Linked DNA regions of Triticum aestivum: region 2 is linked to region 1. The links are chromatin contacts, called in public Hi-C maps. All regions are on one chromosome and are shown on one strand. The core of a region is the stretch at or near the end of the contact, and the rest is flanking DNA. Distances in the headings are between cores, read along the strand shown.

The links. A called contact is a pair of places that touch in the nucleus more often than the background predicts.
Region 2: a contact with region 1 is called in a Hi-C map of leaf, with 5 times the contacts expected there. The contact joins the promoter of LOC123043381 here to the promoter of LOC123043380 in region 1. A contact is called at or near these places in 3 of 5 Hi-C or Micro-C datasets (all in leaf).

Annotation. Positions count from the first base shown.
Region 1 is chr2B:48,051,392-48,056,908 of IWGSC CS RefSeq v2.1, forward strand. LOC123043380 reads right to left here and starts at 2,215. Exons shown (of 11, transcript XM_044465801.1): 1 at 1,381-2,215; 2 at 944-1,269. The coding sequence starts at 2,122.
Region 2 is chr2B:48,225,991-48,231,563 of IWGSC CS RefSeq v2.1, forward strand. It overlaps LOC123043381 (E3 ubiquitin-protein ligase UPL3), which reads left to right and starts at 3,488. Exons shown (of 17, transcript XM_044465803.1): 1 at 3,488-4,471. The coding sequence starts at 3,620.

The sequences.
Region 1 (5,517 bases), core at 965-3,464:
GCATTATTCTGAATAACAATTATTCCAAGTGTGAACATCATTCACAATAGAACCATACACTCTCACAAGGTTTGACTTGCTAATTGTTTTTCATGTGGCTTAGAACAAGAGAACATCCAATCTAGGATTCCAGTATATACGTCATCATCATTACACAAAAAGGTAAAATATAAATACTCTACTCCTCTTCAATTTTTTGGAAGCTCGGCATTAGCTGCCAGCTCTAATATGGCATGGCCTGCCAGAAGGTATTAATGGGATAGCCATCCATCACAGCAAGTTTTTCGTAACTGAATTCTATGTTCATATCCACGCATAGTGTCATGTCAAATGTCACATGCCACAGCCAAGATGCATTCGCAACTCTAATTATCACTCTGAAAAGAGTGCGATTGGTAGAATTCATAAGACATGGAGATTCAACTATTGAAATTAAGGTCATGTAAGAACCTAAAATGTAAATAGTTTATAATGATTTATTATTAACATATGTGGACCAACCGAAGTACTATGGGAAGCCAGGACATGGAGAACAATTCACTGCAAATATCGATGTTGTTTGGGATGAAGATACATTGCAGGTGGAGGAAATCAGGTGCTAGAGGCAGGGAAATCCACTGTACCGGCAAACAAGAAAACCATTTTAAGGTACACCAATCTAAAACTTAATTTGGTTAAGCTGATCAGGACAAGTTAAGTAATTACATTTAAAACGGGCTATTCTTGAGGTAGCAGCACAACTCGACTTGTATGACCACATAACAGATTAAACTCTCTGGATGTGTGCTCTTGAAGTAGCAAATGGCCTACTGATTAGTCAAAATGCATATTCCAGCAGAATATAAAGTAGAAAACAGCACTCCCACGCTTTTCCAAACCAGCAACACTAAATAAAGGCAATAGATTAAGTATTGTGTGGTTTAATTGCATACAATATACTAACCTCTGCCTTGACAAAACGTGAGTGTGCTTCTTGTTCTGCCACAGCTGATGTAGCTTTACCTCCAGAGGAGATCTCCAGTTTAATAGACTCCTTATGTTCGTCCTTTTTCAGCATCCTTGTAGTTCCCTCAGAACTCCTCTTCTCCCCACTCAGTTCCAAGGATTCCTTCATCTTCTTATTGGCTTCACCAACCACTTTAAAATCAGAATTGGCCATGGTAATGTCGGCAAGCTGATCGTTATGCCTGACATCAGGCATGTTAAGATCCCCTTTCGACTCAAACCCATTATCCCGTGTATCAGCCTCTGTGGCGATCTTGGATGCTCCTAAAATGAACAAACTAACAATCTATAATCGAAACGTAGGCAACATCATTGAAAAACTAACTGTTCTGTGTGCAGTAACTAAATAATAAGAATCGTTGCCAAACTATTCACCTTTTGTCTTGGCATCTGTCCGAGGAGGAACCTCTTTTGCGCCTTCAGCCTTCTTGCTTAGGGTTTGAGCATTCTTGTTTCCCTTATTCCCAATCGGGAGGGATAATCTGGCCGCCGGCGCTGGCACTGGCACGGGCGCCGTCTCCTCCCGCTTCTCCCTGGCCATGGCGAAAAGAGCGTCGGCGCCGTCCTTGTCCTCGGCCCTCTTGTCCTTGTCCTCGGCCCAGGAGGGGAACTCGCAGTAGCGGAAGCCGAACTTCTTGGGGACGTAGCCGGCGCAGCGCCAGAGGGCGGCGGAGAAGGCGGCGGAGGGCGGGGATCCGCGGAAGAGGGAGGCGTCGGCCCCGCCGCCGGGGAGGCCGTGGACGTGGACGCGGGCGGGGAGCGGGACCTCAGCCCACCTGCGGTAGAGCGGGGGCGGGCGGTGGGTGGGCAGCTCGGCGAGGAGCTCGGCGACCTCGGTCTCGTCGGCGGAGGAGGGGGCGCGCTTGTGCCGGCAGTTGTGGCAGGAGAAGGAGGTGTGCACGCCCCGGACGTAGCGCGCGCACCGCGTGTGCACCCAGACGCTGCAGTCGTCGCAGCTGACCATCTCCTCGCCGTCGTCGAAGGTGACGCCGCAGGAGCAGTCCACCGTCCAGGAGCCGTCCACCCAGTCGTCGGCGGGCGCGGGGGCAGGGGCGGGCGCGGCCGCGGCCGCGTGAGGGGCCGGCGGCTCCGGGCGGTGCAGGCGGCCGCCCTTCATCGGCGGCGACGGGGGGCAAAACCCTAGGTCCGATTCGCCGGATTTTTTTCTCTGCTCGTTTGGGTAGAAAGGGGAAGGGGAAGGAGGAGGCGTGGACGAGGGAATGCTCGGGCGGAACGGAATAGGGGGGAAAGTCCGATTTACCCCTCGAGAAGGGATCATCGTTTCGATGGTGAGCGGTGACATGTGTTTGGTTTGTGGAGTACTGTAGTGTTATGGGTATTCCACACCAACTGGTTCGGGATAGCCATTTTCTGTGTTTGGTTGAGAGTATGAGAAGTAGTTATAGATAGTCAATTTTATGTCTGGTTGGAAGGATAAGAGATGGATAAGTTGTTGAGATACTCTTTTTAGTAGAAATGGTGAGATTACCCACTATACGTGCCATTTGAACCATATTACAGATTTCAGAAGACTGTGCCAAGATTTTCCTATATGTTAACAATAGTTTTGAAAGTTGCACAAGTTCTCGTACACCAACAGTAATTTTGAAAAAATCATTAACTCATTGACGGATTTTAAAATTCACAAGTTCATACATAACCAGCCATATATTTGGCAGTGCACACAAACAACTCTCAAGTAGTATTGTCCTCAATTCACAATTCAACTCCATTAGCACATGTCATTGTCGTGAGTGAGGACGTACGCGTGAAACACGCACATGTACAACATGGCTGAAGCACATCACAACATGATTCGATCTCGCCACCGCCTGGCAACTCTGGTTGCCCCCCCCCCCACCCCTACAGCCACACGCCTGCATGTGACGCCCTCGGCCCTTGCAGCCACACACCGCCGCGACACCCCTATTGGTTGCCTTCGCCACCTCCGTCACATGAGATCTGACCGTCGATGCCCCAAATCTACGGTGGGATAGGGGATACCTAAGAGAGAGAAGAGATAGGACACAGACGTGCCTTGGTCCTGCCACCGCATCGACGCCACTAACCTTCGTCCAACCGCTCACTACTAGGAAATACCTTATAGGTAGAACCTTAACGGAAGCATTGGGTAATAGGCCACCACTACTGCTACTTAGCAGTAGCGTCGGTCCTCAGTAGCGCGTTGTTGCCAACAAGCACCGCTGCTAAGTTGTCCCCACCTTACCCACCGGGGCTATGTTGCGGCTTGAATTACGTCGGTATTTCCTCAAAGAGGAAGGGATGATGCAGCACAGCTATGGTAGGTATTTCCCTCAGTGATGAGACCAAGGTTATCGAACCAGTAGGAGAACCACGCAACACTACGTGAACGACACCTACACACAAAGAACAAATACTTGCAACCCGACGTAAAAGAGGGGTTATCAATCCCTCCCGGTAAAAAGATAGATAAAATTGTAGTAGATTGAATAAATAGATCTCGCAGGAACGCGAGATAAAATAAATAACAATAAATTACAGTAAGGTATTTTTGGGTTTTTGGATTAATAGATCTGAAAATAAAAGCGAATAAGAATAGATCTCGAAGGCAAATATGATAAAGAAGAGACCCGGGGGCGTAGATTTCACTAGTGGCTTCTCTCGATAAAAATAGCATACGGCGGTTAACAAATTACTGTTGGGCAATTGATAGAACTTCAAATAATTATGACGATATCCAGGCAATGATCATTATATAGGCATCGGGTCCAAGATTAGTAAACCGACTCCTGCCTACATCTACTACTATTACTCCACACATCGACCGCTATTCAGCATGCATCTAGTGTATTAAGTTCATGAAGAAACAGAGTAATGCAATAAGAACGATGACATGATGTAGACAAGGTCTATTCATGTAGGAATAGATCCCATCTTGTTATCCTTAATAGCAACAATACATACGTGTCATTTCCCCTTCTGTTACTGGGGATGAGCACCGTAAGATCGAAACCATCACAAAACACCTCTTCCCATGGCAAGAAAAATCAATATAGTCGGCCTAACTAAACTAAAGATTTGAAGAAGAAATATGAGGCTATAAGTAATCGTGCATTAAGAGACCAAAAGACTCTAATAGCTTTCATGGATAAAAACATAGATCAGATCATAAACTCAAAGTTCATCGGATCCCAACAAACACACCGCAAAAAGAATTACATCAAATAGATCTCCAAGAGACCATTGTATTGAGAAATCAAAAGAGAGAGAGGAAGCCATCTAACTACTAATTACGGACCCGTAGGTCTACAATGAACTACTCATGCATCATCGGAGAGGCACCAATGAGGATGATGCACCCCTCCGTGATGGTGTCTATATTGAATCTGTGATTTCTGGAACTTGCGGTGACTGGAATTGTGTTTCGTCGACTCCCCTAGGGTTTTTGGAATGTTGGGGTATTTATAGAGCAAATAGGCGGTGCGGGAGGCCCAGGCGCGCCCAGGTGGGTTGTGCCCCCCTCGGGGCACCCCTCTAGTACTTCTTCGGCCCATCCTGTGTCTTCTGGCCTAGAAAAATTCTCCAAAAAGTTTCGCTGCGTTTGGACTCCGTTTGGTATTGATTTTCTGCGACGTAAAAAACAAGCAAAAAACAGCAATTGCACTGGGCACTATGTCAATAAGTTAGTCCCAAAAAATGATATAAAGTTGCTATACAATGATTGTAAAACATTCAAAAATAATAATATAACAGCATGGAACAATAAAAAATTATATATATGTTGGAGACGTATCAGCATCCCCAAGCTTAATTCCTGCTCGTCCTCGAGTAGGTAAATGATAAAAATAGAATTTTTGATGTGAAATGTTGTCTAACATGTTCATCACATATTCTTTTCTTTGTAGCATGGACATTTGGACTTTTATATGATTCAATGCAATAGTCTAGTTTTGACATGAAGATTTCAATACTCAAGCATATCAACAAGCAACCATGTTTTTTAAAATATTGACACTAAAGCAAGTTATCCCTAGCCTATTATGCTCAATCATTGATTCATTCATGAAACACACTCGCATATTAGCTACACCCAATGCTCAAGTACGATCGTAATGCCCCTTAGTTGGTGCTTTATAAGAGAAGATGGAGACTCAAATAAAAATTAAAATTGCATAAAGTAAATAAAAAGGCCCTTCGCAAAGGGGAGTAGGGATTTATAGAGGTGCCAGAGCTCAAAGCGGAAAAAATAGAGATAAAAATATTTTGGGTGGCATGCTTTTCCTGTCAACGAAAACGATCGAGTAGTTCCCAATACTTTCCATGCTAGATATATGATAGGCGGTTCTCAAACGGAAAATAAAATTTATTCCTTTTTCCACCATACTTTCACATTCCACGGCTAACCGAATCCACGGGTGCCGTCCATGCCAACACTTTTCAAGAAATTTATTATTTGACAACATAAAATAAATTCATTTTTTCATTTCGGGACTGGGCATTCCTAATACCTTTGTCGTACACTCGTGCAAT
Region 2 (5,573 bases), core at 2,238-4,737, 180 kb after region 1:
TCAGGTCTTCCGGTGATATGCGTTTAGTGGGAGGAGACGTTTCCGTCAACTATGAAGGTGTCTGTGGCAAGTTCGTCAATCTAAGATGATGTGCCGGCTCAGTCTCTCGGAGGTGCTCATATGGATAGGGTGTGCGTGCGAGCGTTCATAAGTTTGGGTGTATATGCATATGTATAAGCGTATGCTCTTGTACCATGTTAAAAACATTTACACATTGTTTATTTCATTTTTATTTTATTGCAAGAATACCAAAAAATATTTATCACACACTATCTTTAAATAGGCTTCTTCAATTAGCAAGACTAGCAATGATTGACACCCTTATTGTATTGTTGGGGGCATAAGAGGGTTTTATTGGTGTTAAAGACATCCAACTATTGCATCTCTATAGATTGTTAGGTTTGTCACTCAGGAAAGACGTCTATCCACTTGCTACAAACCAACATAGGAGGGAGTCGAACTATTACACCTTTACACACGGGTCATCTACACTAGTCCTCACTAGCCCCATTGTCATCAACACCAAAATGCCATTGAAGAAACAATGCACTTTTAGGGCATGTTTGGTTGCCCGCATCAAGCCCAACCAGGCCCGCGCGGGAAGGAAGAGGCCTGTTTGGTTGCCTGGTTTCATTGTTGGGCCTGCATCACACGCTTCTCAAAGCAGCCCAGAGCCTGGCTCGCTGGAACGCTCGAATCGGCAGTTTCTCACAAGCCAGACTGAGTGCGGCGCGAGGTCGCATGGGCGGGTGCGACGCGATGGCAAGGGGGGTGGTGGGAGATGGGTAATCTGGCGCGCCGTCCCTACGCCAAATCTGGCCTCACCACCCTTTCTACTCGCTCATCCGTAGCCACTTTCTTCCCTGCCCCCTTTCTTCCCTACTGCCTCACCACCGGCGGCGGCTACAATTTCAGATCTGTGCTAGAGGCGGCGGCGGCGGCGGAAGAGGCGGTGACGTTTGCGGCGGATCTGGTGCTCCCCTTGCTGTTGGCCATCGTCTGATTGACCTTGTCTGTGCCATGACTCCCCCTATGACGTCCTCGTCTCTGATGCCGGTAAGCAGCACCCCCTCCCCACTTTGTTAGGTCAGTGGTTAGGCCGATAGGCAAGGTGTAGGATCGATTTCCCACTGAACGAACCGTCGATGTCGACTAGGTTATGGACGCACAGATGAGGCTGATAATTCAGGCAGCAACACTGATAAGTGTGATTCAGGCATGGGTCATGTTCATGCACCAGAGAGTTGTTCGTCGTGCTGGGAGACCTTTGATCCGCTATGGTCCAATGTTTATCCGGGAACAGTAGAGGATCCAAAATCTGAACTACATCTACAACTGCAATGACGTCAAGGCTTTGTGGATGCTTCGAATGAAAAGAGCACCATTTGCCAGGCTTGTCGAGACCTTCAGGAGCAGGGGGTTGCACAAGATAACATCAACACCAGTGTGGAAGAGCAAGTGGCCATGTTCCTCCATGTTGTTGGCCATAACCAAAGGTTCAGGGTCATTCACAACACGTTCAGGAGATCAAATGGAGACCACCTCTAGGTACTTCAAGCAGGTGCTTTTTGCTGTTGGGGAGCTTAGAGGAAAGATGATCAGGAGACCATCTGTCCGGACTCCACCCAAGATTCGCGGAAGCCCAAGATGGTATCCATATTTCAAGGTGAGCATTGATAATATACACTTTTCATGGCTTGATATGCTTGTATTGTTCAAGTTGAGCACTAACACAGGCTTGTGATACCATTTTCAGGATTGCATTGGGGCAATAGATGGTACTCATGTCACTGCCAGAGTTCTTAGGTCACAGTCTGCAGCATACAAGGGGAGGAAGCACTACACAAGCCAGAATGTGCTTGTTGTTGTTGACTTTGATATGAAGTTCACATATGTGCTGGCTAGCTGGGAGGGGTCAGCACATGATGCTAACATTCTCAATGACAACATGAGTCGACCTGATGGGATCAACATCCCCGACGGTAGGTTCTACCTTGAAGATGTTGGCTATGCATGTCCGGGTGTTGTTTCACCCTTCAGGAAAACCAAGTACCATCTCAACGAGTTTTCTGGTAGGAACTATCCTAGGACAACACATGCGTTGTTTAATCTCAGACACTCCAACCTTAGTGTAACTGTTGAGAGGGCATTTGGAGCTCTGAAGAATAGATTTAAAATCTTGGATCAGAAGCCATTCCACCCATACTCCACTCAGGTTAAGCTTGTTCTTGCTTGTTGCATTCTGCATAACTGGATCCTCCAGTGGGGCTTTGATGAACACATGCCAGAGGAGGAAGAGGTCAAGCCTGACGATGTTGTTAGCTCCGGCCATGGTGTGGAGGCATTTGACAATGACGCTTGGAAGAACAAAAGGTTGGAGTGGGCAGATGCAATGTGGCTTAACAGAGGTCAGTGCCAGATTTGAAGAAGAGGAAGACGAAGAAGCAGCAGCACAAGAAGAAGCAAAAGCAGAAGCAGAAGCAGAAGAAGAGGAAGATGAAGATCTGGTAGCAGCAACACCAATGAACTATCCCCTATTTAGCCAATGGCTTAATAATTTGTTCTGTCATTTGATAGTAGTTAGGATGAATTGTCATTTGTTTAACTAGCTGACACTATATGTTCAGATTATGTGTGGTAAGCTCATCACTAGTTAGAAATGGTGACAACACCTTATACGGGTTGCAACCAAACATCATGTCATATGTGCGTCCAATGCAATGCGGGCAACCAAACACCGGGCCAAAAATGGTTGTCTCATGCAACTAAGGTACATGCAGGCAACCAAACTATGTGCATCTGGAGTCTTTTTGTCTGCATCCCCTCAAACCGGCTCACTAGAGCCAGGCTCACCGGGCCAGACTCAATTGACAATGTAACCAAACACGCCCTTATATGTTCTCCCTTGGCCCGAAGCTCCGACGGCGTCTCATGCCGGAAACCACGAGCACCGCTTTCCATCGGCAGAATCATGAATGGGTTCTCTACTGGATACACACGGATGAAGCCTCGCCATAAATCTCCAGATATACATACACACGGATGAAGCCTCGCCACAAATTTCGGTTAACTCAGTATATTGAATTTTCATTTTTATGATATTACCTCCGTCCCAAACTGCATCTTAAATTTGTCCGGATACAGATATATCTAACACTAAAACATGTCTAGATACGGGACATTCGTATATATCTACACAAATAGTAGTTTCTTGGTCCGGAATTGCTCGGAGGGAGTATTTTATCTTTTGAGAGACTTTTCTTGAGAAGATTTTTGTTTTCTTCTTCTTTTTCTTAGGTCGAGGGAGGGCGGTGCGGGGCGGTGCTCTGCTCGTGGGCAGAGAGCCGAACAACCCCGCAAAAGCCCAAGCGGCCCTCCTCGCGCTCACGCGTCCCATCCGGCCTCTCTCTCTCTCTCTTATCTCGCGTCGCCGCCCCCGCAGCCGCAGTCCCCACCGCCTCCCTGGCCCCCCAAATCAATCAACAAAATCCCCACCCAGATCTCCTCCGATCGCCCATCGATGCCCCCTCCCCCGCCGCCCACCGCCTCCTAGCCGCCGCGCCGCACCCACCGCCTCCGACGAGGCGGCCGCCGCCCCCCTCCCCCTCCTCCCCCGTGTATGGAAACGCGCAGCCGCAAGCGGGCGGAAGCCTCGTCGTCTTCCTCCACCACCCCGACCTCCTCCTCCTCGGCCCGCTCCTCCAAGCGCGCCCGCCCCAACCCTAACCCTAGCCCCGCCCCCGCCGCGCCCGCACACCCCGCGCCCCGCGCCCGCCGCTCCGTCCTCCTCTCCCCGCCCGCCCCGCAGCCCCCGATGGACTTCCCGGCCGACGGCGGCGGCAACAACCCCCCGCCCCGCCGCCGCGGCGGCCGCGCCTCCAACGCCGACAAGGGCAAGGAGCAGCAGGAGCCCTCGGAGAGCTCCCGCGTGCGCGAGGCCGAGCGGATGCTGGGCCTCAGCTTCGACGGCATGGACGACGACGACGAGGGCCACGGGGCCTTCCCCCACGGCCTCACCTCCGCCAGCAGCGCCCTGCAGGGGCTGCTCAGGAAGCTCGGCGCCGGCCTGGACGACATGCTGCCGTCGTCCGGGCTCTCGGCCGCCGCCGCGGCTGCCTCCTCGTCGTCCATGTCTGGGCCGAACGGCGCGCGGATGAAGAGCATGCTCGCGGGTCTCCGCGCCGACGGGGAGGAGGGGCGCCAGGTTGAGGCACTCACGCAGCTCTGCGAGATGCTGTCCATCGGCACGGAGGACACCCTCGCGGGCTTCTCAGTGGACTCGTTCGTGCCTGTTCTGGTCGGGCTGCTCAACCATGAGAGCAACCCCGACATCATGCTGCTCGCCGCGCGGGCCCTGACCCACCTCTGCGACGTGCTTCCGTCGTCCTGCTCTGCCGTTGTGCACTATGGCGCCGTGGCATGCTTCTGCGCCCGGCTTCTCACCATTGAATATATGGACCTTGCTGAGCAGGTGAGCACTGCTCTGTTGCATCGCTTGCTTGGTTTATATATAGTACATGCTGCTTCTTTATCATGTTGCCTGATCCAGATCAATGCTTAGTGAACCATTCTTGTGTACTGTATTATGCATGATTATCCATAGAGCCTTAACCTACATTACACGAGTTTCCTTTTAGTGTTGCAGGTCATTTGGACTTGCTCATGAGTAGTTTGCCTTTTGTGTAGCTGTGGTTTTTTTCCCATTTTAGTGCTAAAACAAACATGAGTGAGAAGGTTACAAACATGATTTTTGTTGGCGTTGTGCCCATACTTGAGAAGTTCCACTGTATGCTTTCTATGTTATGTTTCTGACTCAAGTTTCAGTGACCTGTACAGATGTGGTAATTGTAAGTTAGCCTCAGTTAATATTAAGTTTGAAATATTGTGTATAATCAATTTTGAAGGAACTATATATTTGAAATAGCTTGTTTGATTGTTCACTTGGCAAGTACCAAATATTGCCTAGTTCAGTAGCTCACCATTTAATGATGTCACAAGAAATATCTAGAGAGTTAGGCAGAAAGTGATACCTTAGTAGCCTTGGGGCCTGCCAAGGGTCTAGTCACTGGTCGCTCTGGGAGGAAGAAGCTGAGGATAGGAGACACATGAAAGAAAAAATAGTTAGATGAAAGCATGTCCCAATGCACGTGATGCCTTAAAGCCTTAGGGAGCTTGTGGGCATGGAGATGTCTTCCCTTCCTCTGCTGCCGCAGGAGGACTCGGGCTCCAAATCCTCACCAGCGAACGCAAATCCATCTAAGGACCTCATCTGCCCCTTAGAAGACTTTCTAGGCCTGATCATGGTGGTGCTCCTGCCGAGCACCTGGGTGCCATTTAACATGGTTTTGCTGTGCCAAATCACCTATTTGTGCATGACTAAGCTAACTATTTGAACATGTTTTTCATCTGAAATATTTCTAGCTCAGGGTCTGATTTCACGCCTGTGTATGTGCTACTGTAATGATCCATCTGAAATACTAAGAAGTTGGTTGGAAATCAGATGCTAAGATTCATGTAACCGGTTTCTGGCTATGTTTCTTCTCTGCCTTCCCATCTTATATGGATATTATACT